3 separate regions of the Pan troglodytes genome follow, and regions 1 and 2 are each linked to region 3. Evidence: chromatin contacts called from public HiChIP or PLAC-seq data. All regions are on one chromosome and are shown on one strand. The core of a region is the stretch at or near the end of the contact, and the rest is flanking DNA. Distances in the headings are between cores, read along the strand shown.

Evidence for each region. HiChIP or PLAC-seq counts read pairs in DNA pulled down with a chosen protein or histone mark.
Region 1: a contact with region 3 is called in an H3K4me3 HiChIP or PLAC-seq map of stem cell-derived excitatory neurons, with 17 times the contacts expected there. The contact joins the promoter of IBTK here to the promoter of UBE3D in region 3. A contact is called at or near these places in 4 of 7 Hi-C or Micro-C datasets (blood, induced pluripotent stem cells and stem cell-derived neural progenitor cells), 1 of 1 datasets of contacts at active chromatin or transcription factors (stem cell-derived excitatory neurons) and 1 of 1 other capture datasets (stem cell-derived neural stem cells).
Region 2: a contact with region 3 is called in an H3K4me3 HiChIP or PLAC-seq map of stem cell-derived excitatory neurons, with 7 times the contacts expected there. The contact joins the promoter of TPBG here to the promoter of UBE3D in region 3. A contact is called at or near these places in 3 of 7 Hi-C or Micro-C datasets (induced pluripotent stem cells and stem cell-derived neural progenitor cells) and 1 of 1 datasets of contacts at active chromatin or transcription factors (stem cell-derived excitatory neurons).

What each region holds. Positions count from the first base shown.
Region 1 is chr5:94,252,725-94,256,294 of NHGRI_mPanTro3-v2.0_pri, reverse strand. It overlaps IBTK (inhibitor of Bruton tyrosine kinase), which reads left to right and starts at 1,663. Exons shown (of 30, transcript XM_054686080.2): 1 at 1,663-2,384.
Region 2 is chr5:94,380,008-94,383,676 of NHGRI_mPanTro3-v2.0_pri, reverse strand. It overlaps TPBG (trophoblast glycoprotein), which reads right to left and starts at 1,387. Exons shown (of 2, transcript XM_016955911.4): 1 at 1,137-1,387; 2 at 1-422. The coding sequence starts at 85.
Region 3 is chr5:95,091,102-95,094,290 of NHGRI_mPanTro3-v2.0_pri, reverse strand. UBE3D (ubiquitin protein ligase E3D) reads left to right here and starts at 1,916. Exons shown (of 11, transcript XR_010158087.1): 1 at 1,916-2,115. It overlaps DOP1A (DOP1 leucine zipper like protein A), which reads right to left and starts at 89. Exons shown (of 37, transcript XM_063813236.1): 1 at 1-89.

The DNA of each region.
Region 1 (3,570 bases), core at 414-2,913, 840 kb after region 3:
ATTGTCCGAGACCTGGTAATTTTAACTTTTATTTATTACTATTTTTTGAGACAGGGTCTCACTCCGGTTGCCTAGGCTGGAGTGCAGTGGCGTTATCTTGACTCATTGCAGCGGCGTGATCTTGACTCACTGCAGCCTTGATCTCCCAGGGCTCAGGGTATTCTCCCACTTCAGCTTCCTGAGTAGCTGGAATCACAGGCATGCGCCACCATGCCTGACTAATTTTTTTTTTAATTTTTAGTAAAGGCGGGGTTTCACCATGTTGTCCAGGCTGGTCTTGAAATCCTGGGCTCAAATGATCCACCTGCCTCTGCCTCCCAAAGTGCTGGTATTACAGGTGTGACTCATCTTGCCTGGCCGTAACTTTTAAATTAATGAATGCCTGCTTGGACTAATTCAGCCACTAAGGAAATACTTTATTCATTAGCACTATTTATGAAGTATTATTGTGTGTGACTAAGGCTCTCTGCTAAGTGCTATATATCTCTATCATTACATTTTCACAACCCCAAAATACATTATTTCTCCCATTTTGCAAATGAGGAAACTGAGGCTTCAGAAAAGTGAATTAACTTGCCCAGATACAAGAGAGAGAAGTTACGAACTCAGGTCAATGCATTTATTTACACTAGCAGCTTTATTTGCCATTATTGGCTTCTTTGTTCATGAATATGAAAGTCATTATATGTAGCTTCTTTTTTTAAATATCTGGAGATACAACTTAAGCTTCTTTTCTTTTTTTTTTTTTTTTTTTGAGACGGAGTCTCACTGTCACCCAGGCTGGAGTGCAGTGGCGCGATCTGGGCTCACTGCAAGCTCCGCCTCCCGGGTTCACGCCATTCTCCTGCCTCAGCCTCCCCAGCAGCTGGGACTACAGGCGCCCGCCACCACACCCAGCTATTTTTTTGTATTTTTTTAGTAGAGGTGGGGTTTTACCGTGTTAGCCAGGACGGTCTCGATCTCCTGACCTCGTGATCCTCCCGCCTCGGCCTCCCAAATTGCTGGGATTACAGGCGTGAGCCACCGCGCCCGGCCAACTTAAGCTTATTTTCAAAACCACTCAATTTTGACATTACAAACTGGTTTTTGTTTTGTAGAAGGACATTCAGAATAAAGAGCAAAGAAACAATTATGTGCTGGGAAGGGCAGTAGGAGGGCTGGGTCCTAGTCTCCCTTTCTCTTTCGCTAAGCAGCTGTGTGGCTTTGGGCTAGTAACCTACCCTCCCACAAAAAAGGCTTCAAAAGAGAGCAAGCAGAGCTCAGTGGGCATTAAGACATGCGCAAATCCTTTCTTTTAGAGATTAGATGAGGTCGACTCAGTGGCTTGTAAAACTCAACGTGGCAGAGCTGTACAGCCAACTCATGATTCTTAGTGTCGTTTGTTTTGAGTCACACTACCCCTCCTTGAACAATCATTTACTGAGTGCTGACCGTATTAGGCATTCAGCAGCAGTGTGTTTCCCATTCAGTAACCTAGTATTGATTATTGGCTACTGTCCCTCCTAGCATTTTTCACTTGACCACTTTCTAAATGGCCTTTAGATTCAGAGTTCAAGTGGAAAAAGCCTAGTGTAAGCCTGGTGTCAGGCAGTGAGTGGCGTGACCCGGGTCGGCAGCTAGTCCTACGGTGGTGATCTAAGAGGGCAGTGACGCCTTCTGACCAAGGGAGTGACTGCCAGATAATCCGGGTGTATGGAGATCCAGAGAGGGGTGAGGCTGGGTTTACGGAGACTACACCTTTGGCTTTGCAGTAACCCCACTGCTAAGGCCATGGGAGGAAACTCTTCTGTGCAGGACGCCTATGCACTTGGCTTCTGCTGCGTAGCGACCGGGTGTCCAAGGCATCCTGCCAGGTCTCCTTCTCCACTCGGGTTTAGCCTCCCCCCCGAGTCTCCAGCTGCCTAGAGAGACGTTTCTAACTAGGAGATGGCTGGCCTGAAAGGGACACTCCCATCACCGTTGTTGGCCTAGAGTTCCCCGCTGCGGCCTTTTTCTTTTCCCCGCCCCTGGCCTGAGTCAGCGGCTCCAAGGCCGGCGAGGTCAAGCTCCTTTGGGGCGCCAGGGAAAAGGCCATGGCAGAGGTGCTGCCACGCGAAACCTTCTGGGCAGGCACCAGCCAATCATCAAGAGACATACAGGAGCCCCAGCCAACCAGCGCCCGTCTTATTACTGGGAACCGCCCGCTCGGGCCCTTCCTCTACATCCCCGTTCCCGATTCCTGTAGTAGCGGCTGTATTGCAGCCGCCTGCCGAACTGACCCGGGTCTGGGGACTGGCCCCTCTGGCGCCGTTCGGTTTCTCTTATTGCCTTCACTGAGGATGAGTCCCTTTGTGGCTCTATGTGGACCCTGCGGAATCCACCGGCGCAGTTTCATCTAGCGACTGGTGAGGGAGGGCTTGGCGCTGCCCGACCGTGCGGTGCGGCTTCCCTTCAGCCCGGGGGCAGGGGGAGAGTATTCGCCTTCTGGAGGGTGCGGGTGGCTGCGGACGGCGGCGCGGGGGGACCGTGGGGAGGGGACTCTGTGGCCCCGAGGCTGCCGGGCTTCGCGCGAGGCGGCGCGGGGAGGGCCGAGTGGCCAGGGTCCCTACCGCCCCCCTCAGCTAATGAATGGCCTGTCCCGGCGATGCGCTACGCTCCCGTCCTGCCGGACACGCCCTCCAGCGACATTGCATTCCTAGTTGTGATAGTTATGTAGTGTCACTTTCCTTCGAGCCTTGGATTTGAAGCCATTCCTGTGGGCGCTCATGTTCCTTATCCCCTTCCTGGAGTCACAAGTTTGAGTCCACCCTGGGGATACTGACTCTGGGGAAGCAGGTAGTGAAATCTGATAAGTGGACATTGATTGCTATGTAAAAAGGAACTGATTCTTTTTGGAGGGTGGGGGGTTGAGAGACAGAGAAGACAGGCCCTTTGTTTTTGTAACAGGCAGAGCTGTCTGGCTCAAAGAGTTTTAGTTCAGCTGCGAATTAGGTAACATAGGCCGTCCTTGACTCCTGTTTTCCAACGTAGTTCATAAAACTTGACTGTGTTAGCCAGAGATTCATGTAGCACCTTTTAACTTATGCCTCGAAGCAGGCCATTTGAAATTTATCAGAAATACTGAAAGGATATGACTTTTATGAGTAGTAGTGTTTCAGTGCCCATAAAGTGGTGTAAATCCACAGGCTTTCCAGCCCCCTCTTGATCATTTCTCTTTTTGTATTTTGAATTCCTTAACTTTTATTTGTTTTAGAAATTGAGGCAAGGTAGATGAGGACAAAACTGGTTTCTAAAAATAATTACATTTGCAAATATTTGCAGAAGCTTTAGTCAAACCAGAGTTTACTTCAAGAATTTTTTTAGGCCGGGCGCGGTGGCTCACGCCTGTAATCCCAGCTACTGGGGAGGCTGAGAATTGCTTGAACCCGGGAGGTGGAGGTTGCAGTGAGCCGAGATCGCGCCACTGCACTCCATCCTGGGCGACTGAGTGTGGCACCATCTCAAAAAAAAAAAAAAAAAAAAAAAAGATGCCTGTAATCCCAGCAGTCTGGGAGGCCAAGGTGGGCGGATCACTTGAGGTCAGGAGTTCGA
Region 2 (3,669 bases), core at 138-2,637, 710 kb after region 3:
CCCAGCCCAGGAGGACCAGCGCTAGTCGCGCCAGCCGCAGACGCCCGTCCCCGGCGGCGGGGCCCCGGGAGCACCCCCCAGGCATCGCGGCTCGCGTTTCCCCGGAGCTGGGCTGGGACGGCGCCCGCTCCGAAGGCTCGGGAGGCTGGGCCCGGAGGGCGCGAGCCGGCGGAAGCGTCTGGAAAAAAAACTTTCCTCTCGTGGAACCGAGGGAGTGGCGCCGCAGCCGGAACTTGGCTAACCCCCTCGCCACCGGGCGCTTCCCTCAGGGGCCGACTCCCCCGCCCCTTCCCTCCAGAAAGTACGCACGGCGGGTCGGGACGCTCCGCTCCGCGCTCCTGCTCCCGCTCCTCTTCCTGCCGCCGCCCTGGTGCCACCTCTTCGCCTCTTGTTGGCGCCCCTCGCTGGATCCTCTGAGGGACCTGGGACAAGCAGGAGAGAGGCGTGAACAGCGGTGGCTGCCGCGGCTTCCGGAGTGCAAAAACCGGCCTTTTCGAGTCTAGTCGTCTCCAGTCTGTCCCAGAGACCTCCTTCCAAAAGCCCGCCCCGGCCTCGCCTCCCCAACCCCTCCAGTCACTTTTACTCCGGAGGGGGACGTGCATCCGACACCCAGACCGCAAAGTCTTCCTTCTTCCCTGGCCCACACTAAATAAACCCGACCGGCCTCCCGCCCTCCGCCTTTCCCGAGGAGACTCGTCTCCCGCGTCTAACTTACCGCTTAATCCCCAATTCCTTCCCTACCAAACTTCTCCCTCTCCCGTTCCTTCCTGCACCGCCTCGGCGGAAGGTCGGCCTCCGGGTGTCTCCGCCCCCGCCCAGACCTCTCCACCCGGTCCCGGTTAGGATGCGAGGGAAGTTTCAGGTTACAGGACTTTTTGATCTCTTTTTGTACCTTCTCGCATTAGCAGGAAGTGGAGCTACAACTGTCGCCCCCCAGCCCGCGCCCCGCCAGCCCCTCGGATCTCAAAGGGGTTCAAGTCATCTCCAAAGAGGAGGGGAGAGTCTGGGAACAAAGCAGCAGTGGGACTCGGGGTACAGTGGCAACCCGAACCAACGCTACTCTCCACCCGAGGATGGGGAGGGGCCCCAACGACGCCTCCCGGGTCTCTCCCAGGCCGCGAGCTCCCACTGCTCACCTCCGCGTCCGCCGCCTCCAGAACCAACTCTGAGTTCCACCAGAGTAGCGACGACTTCCCGGCTCCGCGTTGCGGGCGCCGACTCTCTTCGCACCCCAGTCCCTGGCCCAACCTCCCAACCTCCGCAGCTGGGAAAAACCAACCCGGGGGGCGGGGGAGGGCCAGGACTGTCGGGGAGACTCCCGCCGCGCGGCCAACCTCGGCAGCCGTAGGTAGGGGGATTTAAGAAGAGAGACTAGGGGAGCTGGGCTGCGCGCCTCCTCCTGGTGGAAATTAACGAGGAATGTGCCGGAAAAGGTGAGGGAATCCCTTTCTCTCCCCCCTCCCCGACATCCTTGGGTGGTTCCTCATTTTGCATACTGTATTTACCTTGGACTAGAGCAAAACCGCTGGTGAATCTCGTGGAATTCACCCTGATTCAGGCACCTTTGGCAGTGACGAGATAGATTTAGGCATGACAGAGCAGCGCGAAGCAGCAGCAGAAAGAAATGAGCTGAAAATCTACAGCGGCAGCAGCAAAGGCACGGCAGGTTGTATGGAAGCTTCAGAAGCTCTCCCCATCAAAGTGGTACCTGAGGCCGCAAACTTCAGATTTAGGTGTAATTAATGCCTTCCCGCCTGTCCCCCCCGCCCCCTCACTTCTTGGGTAGTGATGGAACTTGTGAAGAGAGCGCGCCAACTTTAAGAGAGAGAGAAAGAAAAAAAAAGATTAGTGGAGAGGAGATTCATTCCTGATTCATTAGCTTTTCTCTTACCAAAATTAAAAGCAGATGGAAGAGAAAGGCAGCCAAAGGCATCCCAGAAACAAAAGGCAAATAGCAAAGACTTGAGTCACCCGGAAAGCGGACCCGCCCCCCTCCCCAGATGTAGCGCGGTGTGTCAAGTCACTTCTGTGGAGAAAGTTCCAAGGATGAGGAGTGGGGATTGCAGGAGCTGACCTGGGAGAGAAGTTTGGTTTCAAAGTCGATTGTCCCAGGGGGCATCTGGCAGATGGTGATGGAGAGGATGGGGTTGGGGAGAGGGACAAATTGAATGGTTGGTTACCGGAAGGATCTGTTATTATACCAGAGAGGTTTTGGGTTCTGAAAGCCCTATCGTTGCTCTCTGTAACTCCACATCCCCTTTGTCCCAATTAAATAATTTCCCCGAAGGGATAAGAAGGTTCTTCCAGGCTTCTTCATTTTAGAGAGAAAATGGCAATTAGGGAAAACATGGTTCGGAAATTTAAGACCTGGTCGTATTAAAAAAGATCAAATAAGGATCCTGAGGCTTGTGCCTGGGACATGTGCCTTTAGTGTGAAGAAAGACCCCAACTCTCGAACGGATGCCTGATTACTTTTATAGAAACAGATAGTCTGCAAAGCCGACAGCAAAAATGGCTCAGACAAAAGCTGAAAACACTGGAAACTGCAGAGATTTGTGCATAAAAGCTGGTTTCATTAATTTGCATCTTCAGCACGTTTATCTACATCTCTTTTCTTATTTTTAAAAGTGTTTTGCAACATGAATGTAAAACACTTTGAAAAAGAATCTCTAAAGCTGTAGTCATGTTCTGTATCCGGATTGTGGTGGTGGTTACATAAACCTATACAACGTGTTATAACTCATAGAACTTTGTAAACCAAAAGAGTCAATTTTACTGTATGATAAGTTTAAAAATAAAATTAATTACTCATTGGAAAAAACCTGTAATAATGCTCTGGCATGATATTAACTCTGGTCCTGATCTGAAGACCAACTGCTTTGTTAGGAGAGTGAGATACACTTTAGAATTTAGAAACATAATATATACACTCATCTGATTTTCAAGACAACTCAGAGGCAAGATAAATATTGTTAGTATTATTGCTTGTTGCTATTATTGTTGTTGTTCTGTTGTACAAATGAAAAAATTGGGGCTTTAAGTTAGCTTGACTGAGTGTCTTCCACTTGCCAAGCACTGTGCTGATCACAGATATTATCTCATTGACTCTCACATCGGTACTCAAGTTAGGTCCTCTCACTCCAGTTTTACAGACAAGAAAATTGACGCAAAAATAAATTACATAACTTGTTCAAATGAGTGATGGAGGTGGGAACCAGGCCCAGATTTGCCTGCCTCCCATATAGTACATCCCACATTCTGCCTTTAGGCAAGATTAAGGAGTTTGTGCAAAGTTCTACTCTGTTCCACTTAGGCAGAACGTAAACCTCACCTCTTGTTCCCTTTTTACTTCTTCTGCCTCCACCTTCCTGCAGCTGGCAATTGCTTATGGCTGCTGAATAGGGACCCAGAAATTTAGGGTCATTTCTAGCTCTGACACTTGCCTGTTGTGTGTCTTCTATAATAGGACCACTAATGAAATTTGAAGATATTTCCATGAAAATTGAGATAAATATGTCACATACTTAGCAAAATCATCTGTTTTGATAGTTCTTTCCTAAATTACCCCCCTCATGTTATTTATTGTAATCCACTATATCTCTGTAACTATGTTAGTAATAGGAATACAAGGATAAATAATTTAAAGTCTCTTTAAGGTAGAGTTGCCAG
Region 3 (3,189 bases), core at 667-3,166:
GCCGGCGCAGCTCTCCTGGCAACCACGGCAGCTACACCGAGACCGGGAGCCGAAGGGCCTAGTGACAGCTCCCAGAGTGCACCGTGCTCGCGCCCACGCCAGCGTCGACGTCTGAGGCCTTCGATCCCCGCCCCCGATCGGCTTCCTGCCTCCCGGCGCTAGCTGTTGCCACAGCGCCCTCAAGTGGACTGTCGCGGGAAGCGGCCATGGCTACCAATTTCAGGAGTGGCTAGAAAGGGGGTTAGCAGATGTTTTCATTTGAAGAGATAATAGGAACTGAAAACAGCTTTTAAATATTATTTGAATAGTTTCTCAATATTTCATATGAGTAACCTGCATCCCAGAGAGGTTAGGAGACTTGTGAAGTTAGGAGACAAGTAGTTGGTGTCAGATTTGGAACTTCTTTGAGTCTAGAGCTCTATCAATCATATCTGGTTACTCCAAGGTAAATTGCACCGTTTTGCCAACACCATACGGTAAAAAAATGAAAGTTTTTACAAATACGTAACTAAATATATAACAATCTTTTAAGCTAACAAAACAATTATAAAGAGTAAGCTGTGCTAAGGAAGTTGTATATTTCAATATAATGTGTCAATATTTAAGCATTCAATAGCCTCGGGTATTAAAGGTGGAAGATATGAAGAGTTGAAATCATCATCCTTCAAATAGATGAATTATTTGAGACCAAATAATAGTAAACTTTATTTTTTTAAGTGAGCTGTTGCTTCCATCTATAACTTCAAATTATTGTGATAGATATAATAATTTGTGCATCAACATAATAAACTTTAATCACCCCAAATACTGATTTTAGAAAAATTGTCAAGCTATTATCTTAAAATATATGACAGGATTTATTTATTTAGAATTTATTTATGGTTTAGGCTGGGCATGGTGGCTCACACCTGTAATCTCAGCACTTTGGGAGGCCAAGGTGGGCGGATCTACCAAAAACAGAAAAATTAGCCTGGCATGGTGGCGCGCGCGCCTGTAATCCCAGCTACTCGGGAGACTGAAGCAGGAGAATCACTTGAACCCAGGAGGCAGAGGTTGCAGTGAGCCGAGATCACGCCACTGCACTCCAGCCTTGGCGACAGAGCGAGACTCCGAAAAAAAATAAATAAATAAAAGCAGCTCCTTGTTTTTAAGAAGCCCTATTGTAATTCTACCCTGGTCTTATATTTTAATAGTTCTTCATTATAAGTATTTACATTATACCAGGTTCTTTACTGTGTCAAACTTTTCAAAACTATCTTCTGGTAGTAAACTTCTCCAACTTCTCTTAGTTTTTACTTTTGTGAAAGTGAATAGTGGAGCTGTACATACGTAATCATTCTCATCTTCCTTTTTTACCCCCTAAAAAATGGTTAGTCCTGATAGACTTCAGCCACACTCTTCTGCATTAGGTAACAAAGAACTTCCTTATATTTTTGCACCTGTTTCAATTTTGGAGCTATCCTGTCTAAGTTGAGAAGCAATGGCAAGTCAATTCTTGAAAATTTTGTCGCTTTACATAGAGGCTAACAAACGACCCTTGTTCATAAAGAGACCAAGATAAAGTGGGTTTGGGGCCGGGAATTCTGTTCTTGGATCTCCTGGGGACAAAGCCCACCTGTAACACTTGCCTCCATCATCTCCCTCCCTTCGAGCTAGCCAAAGGTGTGAACCCTGGGTCTGATTTTTATGGTCATTTCCAGGGATGCTAACGCGCCAAGTCACGCTCATAAGAAGCAGAGTGGGGCGATAGCTAGCCTCTCGCCGCCCACCTTTCTCAGCACTCTGGGCCAAAGCCTGGTTTTGAAAATGCGCGCCCCGCCCCGGCCTCCGGGGTCACGCGCCTTCTCGGTGGTGCACTCTCCGGCCGGCAGGTGGCGCTGTGAGCTGGTAGGCGGCGCCAGCCCTGCGATCTGGCACAGGCGCCTGCGCCGCAGCGGGGCTGCTGCTGGTTGGTTCGCACGTGGAACCTCTCCTGGTCCTGTTGACCCGGGCCCCTCGGAACCTCCAGCTTGGTCCGGTCTGGGACTGGACGCCTGCCATGGCGGCTTCTGCGGCGGAGACGCGCGTGTTTCTGGAGGTGCGGGGACAGCTGCAGAGCGCGCTTCTGATCCTGGGGTAAGAACTGGGATTCTAGGCGCAGTGCCCAGCTCGCTTTACTGCTGCCCGGGGGTCGGGGGCTGGTGAGTCTCTCTCTGTACGAGGGAGTTTGAGTTTCTTCTTTCCAGTTGCGTAGAGCCTCTCGATCACTCAAAGTGAAGCTTTCCCCTGTAGTCGCCTCCGCCACTCCCACCCCTACTGACAGTGTGGGTATCTTTGGGGAGCTTTTTAGAAATTCAGGGTCTCAGCTCCACACCAGGCTTATGGAATCAGAACCTATATTTTAACAAGATTTCCGGGAATCAAATGCACATTAAAATTTGAGGAACAGTGATGTAAAACACTGTTGGCAGTGCCCGGCGTTTCCAACAAAACAATGCAAAAAATGATTTGTCTGTCTCTCTTCGGGATCCTCCTTACTGGATCAGTTCCTATGTGAGCTTCTTGTTTTGTAAATAACCTCGGGTCTTTTCGTCCAAAACTGCTCTTTGCAGAGAAACCACACAATCATTCAATAAACGTAAGTTTAGTGAACCACTAAGAAAGGTTGTAGACTTCTTACTGGAGCTCGTTCATTTATTCATATTCTTCCTTCCAGTGAGAACGTCAAACTTGTTATTCGCTACACAAACAAATAACTTTTAGGAAAAATGTTCTCTATTTTGTTTGACAGCAGTTTTAATGATTTGTGGTCCCCTTGTCTATTCCTTTGTGATCGCTGTTTCAAAGAGAGTAAGTTAGAAGTTAAAATCCTGAGAATGGTATTACACAGTGCCACAGGTAGATTGATGCTTAATTTTTTCCTCTTCCCTAAATCTGCCAGATATCTGGTGTGGCAATTTGGAATATGGCGTGAGAACTGAGTTCAAATGCTAGCTTCCTCACAAAATTAGAATAATTTAATCTGAATTTCTTCAATCTTGAAATGGGAATAATAGTACTCTGAATGTATTTCTTTTTCTCTTTCAAAATTTATGAATTTGGACAAATATCTCCAATTCTGGTGCACCTTGTAGAGTAATTAGGAACCCAAACCCTACCAAAATAAAACAAAAACCACACACACACAACAAACCTTCCCTTCCTCTCACG